Regions from separate parts of the Gossypium hirsutum genome. Here regions 1, 2 and 3 are each linked to region 4. A link is a contact called in public Hi-C data. All regions are on one chromosome and are shown on one strand. The core of a region is the stretch at or near the end of the contact, and the rest is flanking DNA. Distances in the headings are between cores, read along the strand shown. Region 1 holds the start of LOC107952834 (activator of 90 kDa heat shock protein ATPase homolog). Region 2 holds the start of LOC107952832 (thioredoxin-like 3-1, chloroplastic). Region 3 holds the start of LOC107899683 (60S ribosomal protein L6). Region 4 holds the start of LOC107898302.

Region 1 (5,624 bases), core at 141-2,640, 500 kb after region 4:
AAACAAACAAAAACCAACCTGTCCTCCTCGGGAACATCTGAATGCGTGAGTTTGATTACAGTAACCCCAGGCTCAGGCTCATTGAAAACAAGTCTTACCTGCAACAATAACAACCACCCAGTAAAGATAAGCCATCATCCGACCACACTGCATTCCCAAAAACCTGGAGAACAGGCAAAAGCGGAATCCATTAAACTTACTGTAGAATCAATCCCGTCGGACCAACTCCCAAATCTCCATCCCTGAGAAATCAACTTCCCTTCTTGCAACTCCAAGTTAATTCCAGTAACCGATCCATCGAAAATACTAAATTGGCCACCGACATCTTTACTTATCCTAGCATTACTCTGAGTAAACCCTTTCCATCTATTCTCATCCATCAAAATCTCGTACATATCCTTAGCTCTACAATTAAATTTCTCCGACATTGTAATCGTCTTAAACCCTTTCTTCCCTTCCTTCTTCACTTCCTTTTTGGCTTCCTTCTCCACCCCAACTTTCTCCTTAGACATCGCAGCTGAGTTACTATTACTAGTAGAAGTAGTAGTAGTATTTTTGGGAGCCGATTTCTTGGCTTCCAATTCATCTTTAACAGGGCCACCTTTCGCCATAGCTTTTACAAAATCACTCACTTTCTCCAAAACCAAAGGCTTCCCTTTGGCCAGCATCGCTTCCTTCAAGGCTTTACCAATGGGTCCTTCGTCTTTAATCGTCACCTTAACTTCCGGATCCTCGTCAGCATTCTCATCCGAAATGTACGGAATCTCTAGATTACCTTCAGCTTTCAACAGCGTCTTCCCTTCCTCATCTTTGGCTTCGCCTTCCCAGGATAAACTCAAACTGATTTCATATCCGGGAAGATTTTACCTTTGCGAACATTAACATAGGCTTCGCCGTCGACCTTTTCGACCTTCTTGGTCTTGATGCTGAGATTACCTTGGCAATTAAGGATGGTGAGATCGGAAAGCAATTTGGTGAAGAACGTTTTAGACCAAGGGAGGCAATCGGTTTCAGCCCAGTGCCAGTTGTGGACATTAGCACCGTCAGGTCTTTCCTCCACGATCCATCGCTTGTCGCCTTCGCCGTACTTGGCCATTGATGGAAAAATCAAGACGACGGTGTATTAGGGATTGAGAGAGATATGAGGATAATGGAAGGGAAAGCTTAAAAGAAGCAATTGGGTGGGAAGGGCTGCTCTGGAGGGTTCGGGCGGGGAGGTGGAAGAATCCAGAAATGTGGGATGGATATATAAAACTAATTATCTTTGGAAGGATCCAGAGACTTCACTAGGAGGAACTTAGGGTTTTGTTGTCGATGTTGCGCAGAGCTTGGTACAAACAGAAAGACTCACTATTAATTGGAGCAAGAGGAAAAAAAAAAAAAGAAAGTCTCGGACGGACGTTTAGTAGGAACGAGGAGATGTAATTAATAATTAGTAGTTGAATTTACATAAATCACTTGCCCTTTACTTGTTATTAAGTATCTAATTGACAATTTATTTAATTTAGATAGGTGTCCAAATATAAGGTGTGCATGGACCGGGTCAGGCTGAGCTCAATTTAAATAAAAACTTAGGCTCGATTTAAAAAATGAACTTAAAATTTTGTTCAAGTTCGACCCGATTAAAAATGTTAAAACACAAGTCTGACCCGGCCTGTCTATATTAATTTTTATATAATTTTAATATATATAATACATCAAAAATACTAAAAACATTAAAATAAATATTTCTCAATAAATTGAAAAAAATTTTAAAAATTATGTATACTTAAATAACACTAAGATAGATGCAACTTAACAAATAAATGTCTCTAAAATAATAACAAAATTAACAGATGTCTTTAAAATAATAACAAAATTAACAATAAAATATGTTTTATACAATATTCAAATAATAGCAACAAAATAGTGCAATGTAATAGTAAAATGGTAGCAAAATAAGGAGAAAACAATAAGAAAATAATATTTTAAAAAAGATTTTTTTTGTCATTTAGTGAATTCAGGCCGGGCTTAGGCCAAAAATGTCTTACCCGAGGCCTGGCCTATTTTTTAAACGGACCCTATTTTTTTATCTAATCTCATTTTTCGAGTCTATATTTTTGTCCAAACTCTCCCACATTTCTAGTGGGCCTTTAGGCTGGACTGGGTGGCTCAACCCATGAACAGGTCTATATCCAAATAATAATATTTGAATTTAATACATGTGATCTCATACAAATTATAATATAATCATATTTAAAACAATCATGCAAAATTGAATTTAAATGTTACAACTATTAAATATTAGACCGGTTATCATTCTTATATTTTCTTTTGGTACATGGTAGGGGTGAGCAAAACTCGATTCGACTCGAAAAAATTGAAAAAAAATTCAAATTTCGAGTTAAACGAATCGAGTTATTCGAGTTAATCGAGTTATTCGAATCAACTCGAATTTTTTTTTCGAATTTCGAGTTCGAATCGAGTTGAGTTTTCGAATTCGAATAACTTGAATAATTCGAATATCAAACTATAATATTTTACATTTTTACCCCAAACTCCCAAACCTTTTTACTTTTTCTTCAAAACTTTTACTCCTTCTCACTTTCCCCCCAAAACTTTACTCCCCTCCCCTCCCAACCCTCCAATCTACCCAAAATCCATTTCCCACCAAAATTTTACTCTCCCATTTATTTTTTCTCAAAATTTTACTCCCAAAAACCCTCAAAACATTTTATTTTGCCCCAAAATTTTTACTCCCTCCCACTTTTCCCCTAAAACTTTTATTCCCTTCCCATCCCATCATCTCCCATCTATCCCAAACCCTCCCCCCTCTAATTTTTTTTTAATACTTTCCCTCCAAAATTTTACTTCCCCCTATTTACTTTACCTCAAACTTTTATTTCCCAAAACTTTTTTATTTTTCCCCTAAACTTTTACTTCTCACCCTTTACTCTCAAATAAAAAATCAAAATTATCCAAAAAAAATCACTAAAAATAAATAGTAATAATTTTATTTATATCTACTATTTATATTATTAAATTAAATTTCACATTTTATATTATTCATATTATTGAATTTTTAGTCATATTGAATATTTATATTAAAATTAAATTATTAATTATGTCATAAAATATTCTTATTAAAATTTTATATTAGTATCAATTTCACATTTTATTTTTAAAATAACTTTTATTAAAAAATCATATTTTTACATTTAATATATTTTTTAATTCTAAAATACATAGTGACAAGAATCTGAAGATAATTGAAACAACTAAGCAAGCAAAGAAGCTAACCAATATATAAAAAATTAATAAATAAATTATGAAGTGATGAAAGTTAATAAAAAATTTGATTAAGGTGGATAAATTTTATTATGATGGGTGACAATGGTTACAATGACCCAAAATTATTTTTTAAAATTTAACTCGAACAAATATATTCGATTCGATTCAATTCAAATTCCATCTCACTCGACTCGATTCGAGAAAACTTCAAATAAAGTTAGGATGATAAAATGAGATTCGAAAACTCGATTAACTCGAAAATTTTCGATTCGATTCGATTCGATTCGATCAAATGTTCATCCATAGTACATGGTAAAGAAACGGTTTGACTTGTACAAAAGCTATTTTGAGAGAATGTAAAAAATAGATTTTTGGTATAATTCAAAAAACTATTGAAAGTCGAATTGAAGAATTAGAACTGGATAATGATTGTTGGACGTGAGGATGACTTGGAATGAATATTATATAATGGAAGTCACCTCAGGGAATAAACTATAAATTTTGAAAAGTGTGAGGACCTAAAGTGCAAATTGCTCAATATTTTTGGGATTAAATTGAATAAAAATGTTAGAGACTAAATCATAAAATTTCTATTTTTGTCAAGAACGTTCATAAATGCAAAATTTATGTATAGATTATTAATTATGAACATTTTAAGATTTTAAGTATCTCGAATAGAATAAAAGAAAGTGATAAGATAAAAAGGGTTAAAGTATAATTTTATCACATAAAATACATTTTGGTCATTCTAAAAATTATATTAAAAATATTATATTATGAGATATTAAATCATTAAAATAATTTGGAGCCATTGGATGAGATATTACTTGAAGAATAAATGTGGGCCACACATTTTTTAAAATGATGGACTTTGACGTTTGACTTGGTCAATTTGGGTTAAATAAAACGGAAGCTTACTCCCCTATTAAATGTTCTCATGAGCCGGGTTGGGTTCGGTCTGAGCCCATAAAAAAATTTTGGCCCGCGTCCTAGGCCCGGGCCCGGGCCCGGGCCCGGCCTGACCCAAAATATGGGCCTAAAATTTTGTCCAGGCCCGGCCCGAGAAAAAATTCCTAAGCCCGAGCCCGGCCTGGCCCGGCCTATTTTCTTAATAAACACCAAAAATTTATTTTAAAAATATTTTAAAATTAAAAAAATAAAAAATAAATATTTATTATATATTCGGGCCCGGGCCAAAAAAGTGGTGCCTGAGGCCCGGCCTGTTTCTAAACGGGCCTCGTTTTTTTGCCCAAACCCATATTTTGGACCTATATTTTTATCCGAACCCTCTCATATTTCGGGCGGGCCGTCGGGCCGGGCCGGGCCGTCCGGCCCATGAGCACCTCTATCCCCTATCCAATTTTCCCCTTTTATTCTCTTTTCATTTTTCTCATATTTTCTTTAAATTCATCCAAAAATTTAATTACCTGCCTTACTTTTTTACTAAAACCTAGAAAACTTCATTCAAGCTTAATTTGTAATACCTAATACTTGATCTGGTCGTCAAGTCTAACCTACAGTATGTCACATTCATTATCGAAACAACTGTAATTAAATACAATTCAATATAACTAGGAAACGTACTAATATTTATATTACTAAGTTAAAATATATTATACAATCATTTTCTGGTCTTATATGAGCTTACGAAAGCTCTTTTGCTAACTAGAGGTTGAATTAGGACCAAACTATAAAGTATGGAAATTATTGGGTTGACGTCGTGACTTCAGGGGTTCCTCATCGTGATGCAACTCACTGACTTGATCTCGTCGCTACGTTAAAGGGCCTGATGTTGTGACATGACCGCCTGTTTCCAAATGGTACCAAGTTGCATCACTTAAACAAACAATCACTAATCTCAAACGCAAACGTTTCAACAATAATACCATTCCAATATTCTCATTTTTAACCTTTGACATCTTATATGCATTTACATTACACAATTTATCATTTCATCATCAATACTTTGAACTAACTTTATTTGTTAAATTATTTTGAGATAACAAACATATCTTTAAAATATAAATTTTTTTTGACAAAGAATTCAAAATATGAATAATATTTCAAAACTTCCAAACATATTAGAAAATGCTTTAATAGAATATTTTTGACAAAGTTCTGAAAATAAATTTAAACTCTTGAACTTAATCAAAACCATTGCAAATCAATTGAAAAACTACTCCCTATAAGAAGTGTCGGTGTTTTCCAAAATGTATCGATACTTGTAAAACTTTATCGATACTTCATCTTTTTATTGATATCAAATTTACTTTCTGTTTTGAATCAAAAAAATTGAACACAAATAATAAGTACCGATACCTTGAAAATTATATCGATGCTTATTATATTTTATC
Region 2 (5,924 bases), core at 1,038-3,537, 440 kb after region 4:
AATGAGTTAGAGGTTGAATAAAATATGAAATTAAATTTTATTGAGTCTAGTTTTTCATGGACGAAACAGTGTAAGAAATGAAATTGTAAGTTATGAGATGTAATAAATTTTGTAAGACAAGGTCAGAATGGTTTTGCGTTCCCCTATTCTGACTTTGAAAAATCATAAAAATTGTAAAACAATAATTAGGGGGCTTAAATTTATATGTTTAAATCCTTAATGAGTCCATTTGCAAGAGAAATAAACAGAAACATCATCCAAATTTCTTACTAAGAGATAAATAATTTTTAGTAAGGAAAGGTTGAAGCTATCAAATAGTAGAATAGGGATAACTTTTAAGATTTTACTGCACTTATTTGATAAGCTATAAATTCTAAAAATTTTATGGTAGAAAGGTATTTAAGTCTAGTTTTGGAAACATCAAGCAGATCTTAATTTGGAATTCTGTAGCTCAAGATATAAATAATTTAGTGACAATGACTCAAGTAGACAGCTCCGAATGATATTTGTACTGAGCATGTTAATATCTGAACTGAATATATGTACTGAAAATTGCATAATAGCATATCATCCATGGTATATTGCATTGCATTGGGTTGGGGGTTGTTATTTGGAGGAAGTATACTGAAAGGTTTTAAGCCTAATTTACTGGAAGCTCAGTTACAAACTACTATTTTGTGCCGCATTCGGTACTACTTGGAGTGTAGGGATGGGTGGGTTGATTATATCCCCACATGAAGTGTAGGGTTGGACGGAGACGGTGTGTAGAAGCTGGACGGGTAGGATTTTGCTACTGCATAACTGTTACTGCTACTAATATTGTGATGGGCTAAGGCCCTACTGCATTTTTCACACTGTATTGAGATGGGCTAAGGCCCAAACTGTCACTGATACTGAAAATGGCTTAGGCTCAAGACTGTTCAACTCTGAACTGTGAATATTGATTGTTTGTTTGTTTCTGCGGGATTACACACCGAGTTTACGTAAACTCACCCTTTTTATTTTTTTCACCTCAATCCATTAACATTTCTTTCCGCGTGCTAGCTTCCTTTTCTTCCTCTTCAATTTCTTACAAAAATAACAAAAAGATCATAAATTCCATAGTAATTAAATAGTCATTAATATAACGCAACAACAACAATATCTTGAAATAAATATGAGATTATGCGAAAATGAGATGAAAGGTTCAAAACCCATACCTTGAATAACCCATTTATCACCCCTATTAAGCTCTCTCTCTAAGATTCAAACCCTAACTTATTGGGAGACAGAGATGCTGAGGGAAATGGCTCAATCAAGGTTTTATGATGAAGATTTTATAAAGAAATGACGAAAAATGGTGAAAGATACGGAGAGAAATGAGTAGAAATGGTGAAACAATGAAGAAACGTGGAGAAACTTCTCCTTCCTTAAGTGGACTAGCAAATAGAAATAATGTAAAAAAATACTCCTTAAAGCATTAGCGATACTTCGGTCATTGAATGTAACACTGCCTTACAATGGACTATCGACAATTTGGTTAAGGGTGTTAACCAAGTCCTTGTACTCTTTGTACATTTGAAATTTAGTCACATTGATTTTATTTCAAAGAATTTGGTCTCTCTACTATTCAGATTTAAAAATGTAAGTCCAATTGTTAACACCGTTAAAAATAAACTTTTAAATATAAGTTCATTACAATATAATTTTTTGTTATATAGCTACTAAATGAATTTTTTTATTCAAAATGTCGTAGTAGTGAATTTAGCAAAAAAATTTTTGCGATATTAACAAGTCGATCTAAGTTTTAAAATTTGAAAAGTAAAGAAACTAAAGTTCTAAAAATAAAAAGGATAATTTCAATATTTTACGTGAACTTTTATCCAACATATAATTTGATGCATAAATTTTAATTATACATATGAAACTTTGATGTGATTCAAATGTATACATGAACTTTTATTTTAGTTGTATATATTTAATAAATAAGTACATAATTTATTTTTATATTAGATAAATAAAACTATTTGTGTATGCACTATATAAATGTAAAATGATATCATATCAACAATTGTATTAGCAATTTTTTAAAATTGAATCAAATTAAAATTATATGTATGAAATTATACAAAATTAAAGTTAATGTATATTGCATATTAAACTCAAATTTATATGTAATTTTGAAATTAACCTAAAATTAAAAATTAAAAAAATTAAATTTCAAAATGTAAAGCTTATTTCTGTGTTTTCTTCCATGTGTTTTAATTTTAAAATTAATGTTTTTGAAAAAGTAAAGAAACTTGTGGTACCACACATCCCATTCTCCATCCCTTTGTTCCCTCACTTTTCGGATAAGCTTTTTCATTTTTGTGTAATTTTCTTCTCCTCATCCTCCAAATCAAATCCAACGCCAAAACGCAAAATATCATTATCTAAAACGCAACTTCCACCTCTCAATCAAACCAACTGTACATAAAGAGAGAAGAAAAAACCCTTTCAAACCCAATCCAATTATGCTTTTCTTCAACTTTCCCACATACCCTTTTGTCTAAATATCTTGGGAAATAAAATTAAATATCTTGAAAAATAAAAGGAAAAGATGTCAGTTTTGGCAGCGAATTCTCAAATTCTGTCCCGAGAAATCTATCAAAGATACCAACAACAACATCTTTGGAACAATGGAAGCTGTTTGTTTTCACCAAAGAATTCTGGGTATTTTGGGTCTGATTGGAAGGATAGAAAATGGAAGAATAAAACCGTGAGGAGCAGAGAGTGGAGAGTACAGGCTCTTTGGCCTGATTTGTCAAGACCCAGTGCGATTGAGATGGAACCCATCAACGACTCTGATCACCTTGATCAGATTCTGGCCCGTGCTCGACAGCTCTCTCAGCCTATTATCATTGATTGGTTCGTTTCATCTTCTCTGCAACTCTTACCTTGTTGAACAGAGTAAAGCCTTGCCTTTCTCCAATTTAATTTTTTTTGAATTGTGATTGCTGGTAGGATGGCTGCTTGGTGCCGGAAATGCATCTATTTGAAGCCAAAGTTGGAGAAATTGGCAGCTGAGTTCGATACCAAGTAAAGTTATCTTTACTCAAAAGTGTTGATATTTAATACACTCACTTTGCTGCATTTTACACATTTACTATAAAAGCAAAATGGTTCCACACCATCTAAAATTTTTAAAAATAAATTCTTATTAACATTGTATAATTTAACTGATTGCTTTTGGAGATGGCATTATATCTGTACACCTTTAAGGATTCAACGTATCCAAAACAGATACTTTTATTTATTTATTTATTTCCATATATTAAGGATATTTGAATAAAAATTCTAACTAGGAGTTGTACTCATTTGAATTTTTCGTAAATTTTAAATATTCATGTCTGTAATACATCTTCAAATAAGATAATATAATTATTTAAATATATGAGAAGGAACTAAAAAGTTGGAACATACATACGTTAGCTACTATATCATCGACCTCCAAGTTGGTAGTTGGCGTCGAAAACTGGTGCAACTTTGAAATGCTCTTCTCATGTCATGATTTAATCACGTGTTGTTATTTTATTGATAAATTCTTATGGAATATATGTTAGAATCAAATTCTATTACGTGGATGTCAACAAAGTACCTCAAGCTTTAGTGAAGCGGGGAAATATCTCTGTATGTAAATGCTTTGCTTTGTGTTCTATGTTTTTTTTCTAATTCAATTATAACAAAATTATTTCACTTCTTTTTTAATTGTTCCTGTTTTTGTATGCAGAAAATGCCAACAATTCAGGTATGTTCACCGCAAAACAAAAATCTGAGTTCTTTGATATTAATAATGATTAATGAGATTTCAAAGGAAGGATCTAAAAAAGGGAAAATAATTGCAGTTATGGAAGGATGGAGAGATGAAAGAAGAAGTAATTGGAGGGCACAAAGCATGGCTTGTGACTGAAGAAGTGAGACAAATGATCAAAAAATTTGTCTGAATAATACTGGGGATTATTTTCACTTTTTTTGATGTAAAATTGTAAGATGATCATGAGAAACTGATGATGGTACTCTCACCACCAGCCATATGTAAACTTTTTATTTGTACAGTAAAGTTAATTCCACAAATTAAACAGTGTTGATGCATTAAGGTAATGTTGCAATTTGATTTGATGAAAATTATATTGGCAATTACACGGTGTCGGTGTGCAAGAACGAATGTATGGTTCAGCATTTCTTTTATCTTCTAAACACAATTATTCTTCTCAATATGCCCATGTACTGAAGTGCATTCCTAAAGAGGCCTGGTGAGTGAAAACAGAACATAAACATCATTCCAAATCCAAACATATGTTGTTACATAAAGCAAAGCAAGTTTCACAATGGCATAATTATCAAAAATATCCTCAACATTTAATTTTTTTTAGAAATCAACCAAATTTTAACAGGAAATGTGAGTTGATCATCAATCAAACTGTATGTCAACGAAATAGCCTATGTGGCATGTCACATAAGCACGAAGTCATAACTGACATTTATAAAAGCAAAATTAGTTAACAATTTCTTTTTTAAAATTTATTTCCATCTTTATTCTTGTCCTCTTTCTTCTCTAACTACTGTCGCCATTATGTCCAACCATCGATTGGTCAGATTTTCAAATTCACTTATTTATTATAGTCTTTGAGAGGCAGAGCCATAGATTTCTAATTTCTAATTCATTTTTTCTTCTCCTTTTTCCTACTAGATCTAGTAGTATCTAAATCGAATTTCTTTTGTTTTCTGAAAAAATGTATGTGTTTGATAAATAGTGAAAGACCAAGAGAAAAAAAGGAAAATATCGAACTGTGTAACAACTACTTTGGGTGGTGTTGTTGAAGAAGTGAAGACTTAGAAAGAAAAGAAGGGTTAGTTTGATTCGGTTTTGAAAGGGAAGCTGAAGAAACGGATTACAACAACGATGAGTAAAATCCTTTTTTCTATTGTGTTCTTATGGTTTCAAAATGCATGTGTTTCTATGTTTGTTTCAGCTTTTTTCTTTCTTTCTTTTTTAATATTTCATTTGAGGATAAACTTGTGATTTTCTTTAATTCTAAGTCATTTAGAAATGGGTATGTTTTGATTTTTACTATAACTAAAATGGGTAATTAAGAGAGTAATATGAAAGTATGGGCTCTGATGAAAATAGTGGTGGGTCATTGTGTTTTTTTTCTTTTTCATTTTTGTAACTTTTTATTAGCTTAAACATCAATGCTCAAAAACATAAGAAAGAAAGAAAGAAATGAGGGATAAGCATCTTTGAAATTGGTTAAATTTCTTTACCAAATTATCTACCGTGGTAGAGTAACAGTCAACTGACGTTTTCTATTAACATTGAGAATTTCAATCAAAAAAAATTCAAGAGCATAAAACCAAAAACCCATAAACATTGAAGGTATTTTTGACAATTATGCTTTTCACAATTAAAATGACTCTTCAATATTACATTAATATATATTATTAGTACAATAGTATAGATGGATTGACAATTTGAGCTACAATATTATGAATATTAACTATAATACATAATTTGAGCTACATATTACAGTAATACATTAATATGTATTATTAGGAACAAAATACCAAAAAAAGGGACAAATTACACATAAAAAGGGGAGTATTTATATTTTTTTTGGGGACGGACAAAATACCAAAAAAAAAGACAAATTACACATATAAAGAGGAGTATTTATACTTTTTTTTTTGGGACCGTTGGGTACTGTTCATACGCGGGCCGAAATCGCGTCCACGTCAACGCAAGTTGCTGACGTGACAGCAAATCACATTTCCTGACGCGTACCCTGACATCGCGCTAACGTAAACGCGATTTCGCAAAAAATAAACCATTTCGGTAAATAATTAAATAATTAACCTATTTCGATAATTTTTTTTAAAAAAGAGCTTTTATTAGAAAATTGCCCGTT
Region 3 (6,029 bases), core at 15-2,514, 500 kb before region 4:
ATACATATCGTAAATTGTGGAAACACAAGTAAATAAGTATCGTAAATTTCAAGTGAACTTATCTCTTTCACAACAACTAAACTAAGTAGATAGCTTCTTAAATCCTTATTCCTTTGTTTAAGTTTTCTCTATTCGCTCATGTACTACTCAAAATATTCAAACATATACAAATACACCATTAACAATTATACTTGACTCGAATGGCCATTAATTGACCAACAAATCAAGTTTGGCCCTGGAGTTGTTTGAGAGTGTAACTGCCCAAGGTCCAAGACTGGAAGGGCCCAAAAAAATATTTTTTTCAACTTTTAATGTTGAAAAAATTTAGAATAAAATAAATTAATTGAATACTTAAAACTTTCAATTTTTCACTATAAATGCTTCATCTCCTAAAGCTCCAAAAAAATTTCAACTTTTATTATATTACATTTTATATATTTTTTTAAAAGGGGCACAATTTATTGTTTCACCTGCAACAAATTAAACAAGTGACCATGAAAACACAACTTGTTTACACTTGATTTCTAATATCCGAAATTGACATAACTCGTAATCTATGCATTCAAATTTAAATCCAATTTTAGAGTATGTTTCTAAAAATATGAAAGCTATCCAAAAACACATATTTTCCCGAACTTCTTTCCATTCTCTCACTAAACTTCATTAAGCTCAACCATGGTCGTTAACCTATACCTTAACAAAACCAATATATACACTTAAGCTTAAATAAATTTAACGAAACCAATCTAATGGCCTTTTGATTAATATATCCTTGAATCAGTTAGTGGAAAATGATGGACAAGATCATACTTGTCCACTAATTATATACTAGTGAAGGTTTTATTAAATTTTAAGGACCTTGATTAATCTCCCATTTAATCCTTCAAATCTAGTTGCTTCACAATTTAGTTCATTCACTTTAATTACTAACTTTTAAATCAATTACTAATTTCCTTAATAATTCCCTTAATGATCCTACTCATTATTCTCGGCTTTGTCCCCTGAACTTATTGATTTAATAAAAATTTTCAAAACATTCCGACTCAAAACTGCATTTTTCCGATAACGGCAAAAAATAAGTCATTACCAAAAATATTACTTGAGAAGTTCTGCTTCTACTAATTATTATATAAATTACATTAACATTATTATTAAAAAATATTACATGATTATTAATAATAATAAATATGACCTGGTTATAACTAATTTATTTTAAATTAAATTAAATTTATATTTAGATGTTAATTTAATAATATGATAGAAAAAAAGGTGTTGTCAAATGTTGTGGGTTTGAGATAAAGCATGTCTGAAACAGTATGAGATCATCTAATTGCTCGAAGAACCCAAAACAAGCGAAGACCTTTAGCCCACACCCACAAGGCCTGTAAGAAAATAGGGATAAAACCCCCCATTTTGCAATAAGCGTTTTAGGGTTCTGCTCTTATCGATCTTTCCCAACCAAGAAGAGCAGCCGCCGCAGAGCAAAGGGTTCAGAGAGGAAATGGCAGCAAAAAGGAAGACCCCTGTTAAGACCCGAAACCCAGATCTTATACGTGGCGTAGGCAAGTATTCCAGGTCTAAGATGTACCACAAGCGCGGCCTTTGGGCTATCAAGGCCAAACACGGTGGCGTCTTCCCCCGCCATGACCCCAAGCCTAAAGCACCCGTCGCCCCCGAGAAGGCTCCCAAATTTTACCCCGCTGAAGATGTCAAGAAGCCGCTACTTAATAAGCGCAAGCCTAAACCCACCAAGCTCAGGTTCTTTTCTGAAATGATTATTTGGTTATTTATTTGTAGACTTTCTGAAAATGTGTTTCTCATTGTTGGGCTTCTTTATTATGTGTTTAGAGCAAGCATTACTCCAGGGACAGTCTTGATTTTGTTGGCTGGAAGATTTATGGGGAAGAGAATTGTTTTCTTGAAGCAACTTACTTCTGGGCTTCTTTTGGTTACTGGTGAGCTTTTATATTTCGTAATCTGTTAGTTTCTAAAACATGCATTTTGCATAAATCTACTCCTTCCCCTCAGTTATTAACACTGTTCATCTTTGCTGAATGCTTATGTGGAAATTTTATTGATCGATTGAAAGTGCTAAATTTGAAAGCGTAAATTTAAAGCAATTGCAGCTTATATTTTAACAATAAAGAGTGATATCAAAATGGTGAGAAGCCTTTATTTATTCCTCTATGCCACAATCTGGATTCTCTAGTGTCTGCCTTCAGCATTGGGATTGACGCTTAGATGAATTGTTTGTTTATATGGAAGAAGCATATGCTGCATTACATTTTCATTCTTGTGCCTATTTATTTTAGCATTGTGACACAAACTTGTTTGACATTCAATGAGTTGGAGATCGACTAATGTGGTTCTGAAAAACAATGCTTTTTATTCATATTTCATGCGAATGTTTAGTATACAAGTATCTACATTCACCTCTTGTGGTATATAGGGATATGCTATCACCACGCGATATCTATTAGTTTATTTTCCATGGTTTTTGTTAGTTTTTTTGCTTGTATTTCACTTCTGTTTGCAGCATATACATTTGCATCTTGTGGCTTATGGGGATAGGCTATCACTATGTGTGTTGGCTGTTCACCATGAATTCGTAATTCTTCCATGATCTTTGCTTAAATTTGGGGATTTCATTTCAATGCAGGACCATTCAAGATTAATGGTGTTCCTTTACGGCGTGTGAACCAATCCTATGTCATTGCTACTTCCACCAAGGTTGATATCTCAGGAGTTAATGTAGAGAAGTTTGATGACAAGTACTTTGCCAAGGAAGTAGAAAAAAAGAAGAAGAAGGGTGAAGGAGAGTTTTTCGAAGCTGAAAAAGAGGTTAGTTAGTTTTCCAAGTTAAGCTATTGTTCATCTAATGTAATGTGCTAATGTTCTATTCCTGGAACTTTCTTTTAAATGTAGGATAAGAAGACATTGCCAGATGAGAAGAAAGAGGACCAGAAAGCTGTTGATGCATCTTTGATAAAATCAATTGAGGGAGTCGTAGACTTGAAGGCATACCTTGCTGCAAGATTTTCTCTAAAGTCGGGCATGAAACCTCATGAGCTTGTTTTCTAGAGTGTATGCTTTACTTTGGTATTTGCTTCCGTTATTTTTTGGTTTAGGTTTTCCAGTATCAGATGGTACGTTGGGCAAAAACCTCAATTTGTGTTAACTCAGTTTTGTTATGCAGTACTCTAGTTTTCCTTTTAGTGTGCTATTTTCATTAAATTAATTTTTTCCTCTCGCTAAGGATAACAAGAAAGATTACGGGGATCCATCACCAATGTTAGCCAGGAAGCTGTTGACAGACAGCATTTGTGGATTTTAATTTGTGATCCCAAACTTGCCATTTCAGTCCTTGTGCAAATAAATCCCTTCCTCTTTGCCCCAACAATTTTAGACGTCCATGAGGCAAGATATTTGTCTGCTTCCAAAGAAGTGGTTTATACTTCAGAAGAACCTCATAAATCGTGGATGGCAGTTTCGACTGACCATTAATTTCAATTTATCAAAATTGATCTTCAGTTGGGAGAATTGACCAGATTTTTCTAGTATTTCCTTTCTTTCTAGTTAAGCTTGAAAAAAAAAACAATCATTTGTGAAAAAAAAAACACTATCATTACTCTTTAGGAAGGGCTTATAAACATATTAATGGGTCGGTTTTTCAAGAACTTGGTCTTGTGATCCATTTGCTCTCGAAATTGGTTTGTTCAAGTTCGTACAAGAAATCCAATGTGCCTTGGTTGCAAGATTCGGTTTCTTGGATTGAAATTTTCAAGATTTAAAATCTCGATTTTCTTGATTCTTGAAATTGTCTGAAACAAATTTGGTTTCTTGATTTCTTTGAAAACAAAAAAGTGAATCTTGATTTTCTTTTTTGGTTGTGTGTACATCTAGGGTCTTAATAACGAAGTCTTGGATGATATTATTCAATCTTATTCAAATTTGCTTAGACTTTGACCTTGTTATTGGGTGATAGGGGTAAGAAAATAAAAAGAAATATTGGAGAGCTAAAATAGAAAATAAAGAATTGATAATTTATTTGTAGGATCAATCTGATTCGAGATGGACTACTCTCCCAAATAATACTTTTCAATAAAAATACTCCTATGCTACTAAAGAGTTTCTTAGGTTATTTATACTAACAATCCCAAGTAATAACCCCAACTAACAAGCTTAAATAAAGGAACATAATCTGTAATAACCAAGGTGGTTCCATGATTTCAGCTAACTGACTAAATGTGACTTCTTCCATATTTTTCCACGTGCCCTAGATTTCCACCTTGAGTATACTTGTAGGGGAGTTGCATCAATACTTCCCCCCTCGTAAGACTACTTGTCCTCAAGGTGAAATGATGGAAATTGTTCGACAAGGAGATCATAATTTTCCCATGAAGCTTCTTTCAAAAGCCACCCTTTCTATTCAATCAACAACTCCAATGTAGGAACCCTAGCTTCCCAAACCTAGCGGTGAGATAATACTTTGGCAGGAGAAAGAATTATTTCCCAATTTGTCGAAATGGGCAAAGGAGTAGGTGGTGAACAGGGCAGCTGACCTGTGGTTGGTCAAAGTAGTGATACGTGGAATATAGGATGAACTTGAGAAGAAGGCGGCAAGCTGAGTTCATACGTCACCTTACCAATGCGTCGCAAGATTTTATAAGAGCCAAAAAAATGCGGAGACAGCTTTTCATATCGTTTATTAGCAAGTGATTTTTGTTGATAAGGTTGAAGATGTAGGAAAACAAAATCCCCAACCTCGAAAGAGAGGTCTCGACGCTTAAAATCAGCTTGAGATTTCATACGAGACTGAGTTTTGATCAAGTTACCTTTCAAAAGCTTCAGCATGTCATCCCGTTGGATTAGTTGTTGCTCCAATTCCGCCACTGCAGTCTCTCCAGGAACATAAGAATAAAGCGGTGGCGGATCACGACCATAAACTATCTTGAAAGGAGTAGTATTTGCTGCTGTGTGAAAACCAGTATTAAAAGAGAATTTAGCCCACGGCAAAAAACTATTCCATCCGGTAGGTTGTTCTTGTGCAAAACAACAAAGGTAGGCATCTAAACATCGATTGACCACTTCTGTTTGGCTATCAGTTTGAGGGTGGTAACTTGTGCTTATCCGTAGTTTCGTTCTACTTAGTTTGAAAAGCTCTTGCCAAAAATTACTGAGGAAAATAATATCTCGGTCAAATATAATCGAACGTGGAAAACCATGGAGTCTAACAATTTCCTTGCAAAAATTCACAGCAACTATCTTGGGTGTAAAAGGATGAGCCAAGGGAATAAAGTGGGCATATTACTCAAACGGTCTACCACCACAAGAATCGTGTCAAAGCGGTGTGACTTAGGAAGGTCCACAATGAAATCAAGAGAGATGTCTTCCCAAATACGATCTACAATCGACAAGGGTTGAGGGAGACCAGCTGGCTCCAAAGCTTGATATTTGTTTTGTTGGCACTGCAAACAGTTTTGGACATAGTGACGTGTTAGAGTATGCCCAAAGATCAATCATGAGATGGTTGTAATAACATACTTGATTTATCATGTTTATTAATATAAGGCGTTACCATTATTTTTTCAATTTCTTTTCTGTGTGTATAAATAAACTATTTTATAATAATGTCTTGAGAATATTATGATTATTCTTAAAAGGTCCTTAGTCAAGTATTATTGTTGGCTAGGACAACAATAATGCATTAAGACTAACATGTAGTTGATTGATGATAAATAGTTGTCATTGATATGGAATGTCAAAATCGATGCATGAATATGTGTGTTAGAGAACAACATATTAGACTGACCCGTTATGAGTATGTTTCTTGGATTATTATGTAATTGTCACAACATTACTCATAGTGATTAATATGTATATGATCATCAGACTTGAGATCATCATAATCCCAACATCGTGAGTTGTATATTTTGATATAGTCAAACGTACACCGTAACTGGTTATTCTATAAAGGTTGATGTTGGATATACCACGATCTATGTAGAGGGATATGGTTGATCGATATA
Region 4 (5,533 bases), core at 1,042-3,541:
TCTTCATAACACTTCTATTTAATTAGAAATAATTTAAAATTGCAAATATTTATTAATAATCTCGCTATCTGAACTTAATTATTTGAATTATGCTCAATAGTCAATATACCATGTCATGAAAAAAATGCAATTTGAGTTCGGGTAAAACTTATATATATATGTATGTATTATATCGAAAGGAAAAAGGTTTATGAAACCTTATTTATTCAAAAATAAAACCGGGGGGGGGGGATAACATGTTTTTTGGTCTCAATATTTCAAGGAAGAGTAGTGGTAGAATACGATGCCGAGATGATGATGATCGATGATGATAAAGATGAACATAATAAATGGAGCATTCATGGTCTGAAAATCGCATTAAGAAAGAATTTGATTAACCAATAAAAGGTTAAATGATTGCAAGTCCATGCATGATGAAGGATGTTCATGAGGATCATCATTTTCTCACTACAAATGCAGAATTTTTAGGGTATAATTTGGTCCCTAACTTTTTCAGCATAAAACAGCATCCCAGGAAGATAAATGGGACATAGGAAATGATGACGATGATAATGAAATAACAAAGTATTGGAGGAAAACGCTTAATGATTATGTCTAGCAAGAAACATGCAAATATCCTTCCATGTTCAATCAAGGGGTTTGCAATTTGCATGCATATATGCCCAGGCTGAGCTGCCTCCGTCTTTTCTTTTGCTCTCATCATCTGCCTAAAATCATCAAATAAGCCCCATTATTTGTAAAACTAATCAAATTGCTCTCATCATCTCCAATCATGCATGCAAAATGATTGTATTAAACCATGGCAAACATTTTAATATAGATATAGATATATCGGCACTCACTATGCCGGTGAGAAAATATATTTTTTGCTTATTGAAATAATTGAAAAATATATATTTCATTAGTTTTTTTCTAACATGTGGGTCTAAAGTATTGGGTAATTTCTTTTGGAATTTTTCTTTTTAACTTTTTTAAAAATGTCATTCATATCTTTATTAGAGTTTAACTTTAACTAGAATGATCCTAAAAAAGTCAGATTTAGGCACCTAATACACACTACATCATTTTTTTAGATTGCATGAATAACAAAGTATATTAAGAAACATCAAATTCACTCTTATTATTATTTTTAACACTGAATTTAATCTATTTTTTTTATAAAATTCTAAAATCCTAGACCCCTTTAGACCTTATTCTACTTTAATACTTTCCTTAAAATTCTAAATTTTAACGCAGCTTACTATAAATCATAAATCTAGTTGAAGAAAGCATAAACCTTGTATTATTATTATTATTTTTAATTTTATTTAATTAGTCAAAACTAATTAGGGTTAAATATTATTAAGGATAATTAATTTAGTGTTAGAAAGTGTATCATATTAATTAGAATTCTTTAAAAAAATATTATTAAGGGGAATTGTTATCTCTAACTTCACTCATTAAAGATTATTTTCATTTAATAAGATGGGATTAATATTTTTTTTATGTGAAATATAAATATTTTATTAAAATAATATTTTAATTGATATCATGTTTATTTAGTAAATTATAATTAATGGGCTTACTTATATGAAATAGTTATAATTTTACTTAAAAAATTTAGGCAATATGTTTTTATAAAAGAACTAATTTAATAAAAATATATATATACTTCATAATTATGTTTGTTGTTGTTATAAGTGAAATTTGTTATAAAGGGTTAAAATAAAGGGAATAAGTTATATTAGGATCATCCTAGAAAGTATAGTTTTTAGGCACCAATAAATTAATAGTTTCATGTCATTAAATTTTAAAGATAACAAATTATTATACAGTTGTTTATATCTACTATCTTCTTCAATTTAATTTCACTTTAATTAATTTACTTAAAATAATTAATTTTTTAAAATTATAAACAATCATTTTTTCTTTTTCTTTCTTTTTTTTACAATTTTAATCATTTTTTTCCAAAAGTTAATATTTTTTATTTTTGTGCAATCAATTTTTTTTAAAAAAATTAATTTCTAGACAATGGATTGTTTTCCATTTAAAATTGTTTTATATTTCATGTTATACATTTTTTAAAAGTAAAAATTATATTGCATTGAATATTTAGTGATAAGAATTGTGTAGATTTTTTTTCTAAAAAAATACTAGACTGGGCCTTTAATAACATAAAAAAACCAAATACATAGTCCAAAATCAAACTAAAAAACAAAAAAGGCCAGGCCGAATAGAAATAAAACCGGCCAAACCCATAAAACTCAATTAAAATACCCTAAAAAACTACCAACCAATAAACCAGAAAAATTAAAAGAAACAAACAAAACCCAATCAGATATAGCTTGCAACCACCCAAAAAATAAATGCCCTTATCCCTTGCTTTTTGTAGGTTGCAATCTCCTAAGGCAGGTTTCCAAAATAACATTTTCATTTCTCCTGCCTGTTCCTTTCCCTAACCGAGTTTCACAGAGGTCAAAACTTCAATCTGGTGCCCTTGGTCTTCTCCGATCCAACGCTTCCTTGACGAACCCTGAAACATCTCTTTCATGGTAAATTTCCTCTCCCTTCTTCATACTTTCCGTTGAAATCATATGTTTGAGATGATTTGCTATTTTGGGAACATATTAAAAATCTATTATGAGAAAAAAACCTTTTGCACTACCGAATATCTCTAACGATTGCTCCAATCACTGGTTTGTCTGCTGTGTTTAACTTGGATTTCTTTATCGTTGTCATCGAGTCACCCTCAACTGTCACCGATTCGAACCCAACTGAGCCCCCAATAATATGCCTTTAAAACATGCAAGGGCCTCCATAGCGAACTCCGTCAAAAAAGACTCATGAAAAGTTGTTTTCAAGGTCAATATCTCCCCTGAGGCATTTCTAACCACCACCCCTGATGCTGATTTAGCATTACTACCGTCAAAGGCTGCGTCAAAATTTATCTTCACAATGGCTCCAAGCTAGGGAATCCAATTTACATGGACTTAATGCTTGGTATGTTCCTTTTCCTTCATCTCGCCCAACCCCTTCATATAATCCAATACCCAATCTGCAATTTCCTTCCCCAACGATTTTTTCTCCTTATGCACTAATTTGTTTCTGTTTATCCAGATTGCCCACACTCCACAACAAAACAGTCTACGTTGTTCACTGGCATTATTACTAAAAACTCAGGTTAGCCACTCCCAACTATTCCGTACTAAATTTGAAGAAACCCATAACAGGTCAAAATTAACCTAGGTCTCAGTTGATGTAGGGCACTCCCTAAGAATGTGGTCAGTGCTCTTTGCAACTCCATGACAGTTAGGACATAGCTCTTCAACAGGAATTTGTCTCAGCCTTAGATTAACGAAAGTGGAAACAAAATTCCAAGAAAATTTCCACATTGTAATTTTAATCTTGGAGGGAAGATGTAGTGCCAATAACTTTTTATAAAAATCTATAATATTGGTCTCTATTTGAGCATTATTAGGAAAGAAAGTACCTTTTTGTTATAGTTTATAGCCACTTCTGACTGAGAACTCCCCCAAGGGCTTACCACTCCAAACCCTCAAGTTTTCGTGGGCTTTCTTAGATAAGGGAAAATGCAAGATTTTCGTCGCCATTTCCTCTAGGAAGGTATCAACTACAATACTTTCCCTCCATTCTCCATTATGTGTATCAATTAAGTCCGAAACTAAAAGAATCCCATCACCTCTAACATTGCTATATGAATTATTCGTGATAGACCCCGGTATCCATGCATCGTCTCAAATCAAAATCTTCTCTCCTATACCAACCCGCCAATTAAGTTAACTTTGCAAAAGACCCCTCGTTGCCCAAATACTCTTTCAGGTATAAGAAGGTAGATTTCTCAAACTTGCACTTAAAAAGTCAGAATTTGAAAAATATTTAGCTTTTAGAACCCGCGATAATAAAAAATTCAGATAATTTAAAATGCGCCATCCTTGCTTTGCTAACAATGTAATATTAAAACTAGACAAACTCCGAAAATTATACCCCATCTTCCTTTAAATCACACAAATGGCTCTACCCACACCAATGAATACCTTTTCTTTCATGCCCTTTTTCCACTAAAACTTAGCCATAATGCCCTCCAAATCACCACAAAAAAGATTTTGAAAGTAAAAAACACCCCATAAAATATGTGGGAATAGCTTGCAAAACAGTCTTTATAAAGACCTCCTTACCCTCTTGGATAAAAATCGCACATTCCAACTTTTGATTCTCTTTTTGAATCAATTATTTAGATTCTGGAAAGAGGCCTTTTTATTTCTTCCGATCATGTTGGGCAGCCTAATATACCTTTCAGGATTATTAGAAACTCACACCACTAATAAGCTAGAAACGAGACGTCTACCACCTTCTAAAGTGTTCAAACTAAATAATATGGTAAATTTATCATAGTAAACACGTTGACCCGAACATCTTTAATATTCCATTAACAAAAATTTTAAAACTCGAGCCCTATTGACATTTGCTTCTCCAAAGAGAATGCAATCGTCAGCAAACAACAAATGAGAAATTTAGGGTCCACTTCTACTTGCCTTTGCTCCTCTCATCAACCCATCCCTCATTACTAACCTCATAAAAGCTGATAGACCTTCGCTACAAATCAAAAACAAAAACATGCTTAAAGGGTCCTCTTATTGAAGTCCCCTAAAAGGTCTAAAAACCTCCCCACCTTTCCCATTAATTATGACCAAGTACGAAATAGAAGAAATGCATTTCATAGTTATCCCTACCTATGCCGAATCGAAACCTAATCGTAACATCATTGCCCAAATAAATTCCCACTCAACTCTATCATAAGCTTTACTCATATCCAGCTTCACTACTGTAAATCATTTTTCCCCACTTTCTTATGTCGTAAAGTATGTAAAATTTCATAAGATAGTAGCACATTATCCTAAATCAACCTCCTTGGTACAAAAGCACTTTGGGCATTATCAGTACAAGACTCCAACACATCTTTAAAATGATTAACAATCATCTTTGCTACCACCTTATATAAAACGTTGCATAAACTAATTGGCCTAAAGTTTCCTAAATTCGTTGTGATGAGGTTTTGAGATAAGAACAATATTAGTAACGTACAAAGAATCGAAATTCATACCGTCATTCAAGATGTTCAAGCAATAAGCTATAACATCTGGACCTACTATGTGCCAACACCTTTGAAAAAATAAAGTCGGAAAACCATATTCCCCTGACGCCTTGGTTGGTACTATCCCTTTTAATGCTATCCATACTTCTTCATCAGAATACCTTTCCATTAACCTTCTGTTATCTTTGTTCGAAATACATCTTACAATCCTAGAAAGGATACGATCTGGGTTTTTAACGCCCCTTGTACAAGAGAGGTTTTTAAAAAAAAACCTATATATTTCCTCCATTTCACCCCATCGCTTGTCTCCCTCCCATCCTCATAAGCCAGACTTCTAATAACGTTTCTTCATTTGCGGTTAGTAGCATGGCTATGAAAGAAAGTCGTGTTTTTATCCCCTAGCTTTAACCAATTGGCCCGAGCCCTCTACTTCCAATATAT

The links. A called contact is a pair of places that touch in the nucleus more often than the background predicts.
Region 1: a contact with region 4 is called in a Hi-C map of leaf, with 1.9 times the contacts expected there. The contact joins the promoter of LOC107952834 here to the promoter of LOC107898302 in region 4. A contact is called at or near these places in 2 of 34 Hi-C or Micro-C datasets (both in leaf).
Region 2: a contact with region 4 is called in a Hi-C map of leaf, with 3 times the contacts expected there. The contact joins the promoter of LOC107952832 here to the promoter of LOC107898302 in region 4. A contact is called at or near these places in 7 of 34 Hi-C or Micro-C datasets (callus, hypocotyl and leaf).
Region 3: a contact with region 4 is called in a Hi-C map of leaf, with 2.2 times the contacts expected there. The contact joins the promoter of LOC107899683 here to the promoter of LOC107898302 in region 4. A contact is called at or near these places in 13 of 34 Hi-C or Micro-C datasets (callus, hypocotyl, leaf and 1 more).

What each region holds. Positions count from the first base shown.
Region 1 is chrD04:23,443,767-23,449,390 of Gossypium_hirsutum_v2.1, reverse strand. LOC107952834 (activator of 90 kDa heat shock protein ATPase homolog) reads right to left here and starts at 1,390. Exons shown (of 4, transcript XM_041091264.1): 1 at 862-1,390; 2 at 201-859; 3 at 19-98. The coding sequence starts at 1,096.
Region 2 is chrD04:23,512,591-23,518,514 of Gossypium_hirsutum_v2.1, reverse strand. It overlaps LOC107952832 (thioredoxin-like 3-1, chloroplastic), which reads left to right and starts at 2,287. Exons shown (of 5, transcript XM_016888028.2): 1 at 2,287-2,886; 2 at 2,983-3,057; 3 at 3,582-3,648; 4 at 3,749-3,766; 5 at 3,864-4,114. The coding sequence starts at 2,579. The coding sequence ends at 3,962.
Region 3 is chrD04:24,442,507-24,448,535 of Gossypium_hirsutum_v2.1, reverse strand. It overlaps LOC107899683 (60S ribosomal protein L6), which reads left to right and starts at 1,264. Exons shown (of 4, transcript XM_016825456.2): 1 at 1,264-1,758; 2 at 1,849-1,955; 3 at 2,660-2,841; 4 at 2,926-3,215. The coding sequence starts at 1,502. The coding sequence ends at 3,081.
Region 4 is chrD04:23,949,011-23,954,543 of Gossypium_hirsutum_v2.1, reverse strand. LOC107898302 reads left to right here and starts at 2,291. Exons shown (of 4, transcript XM_041091276.1): 1 at 2,291-2,979; 2 at 3,097-3,159.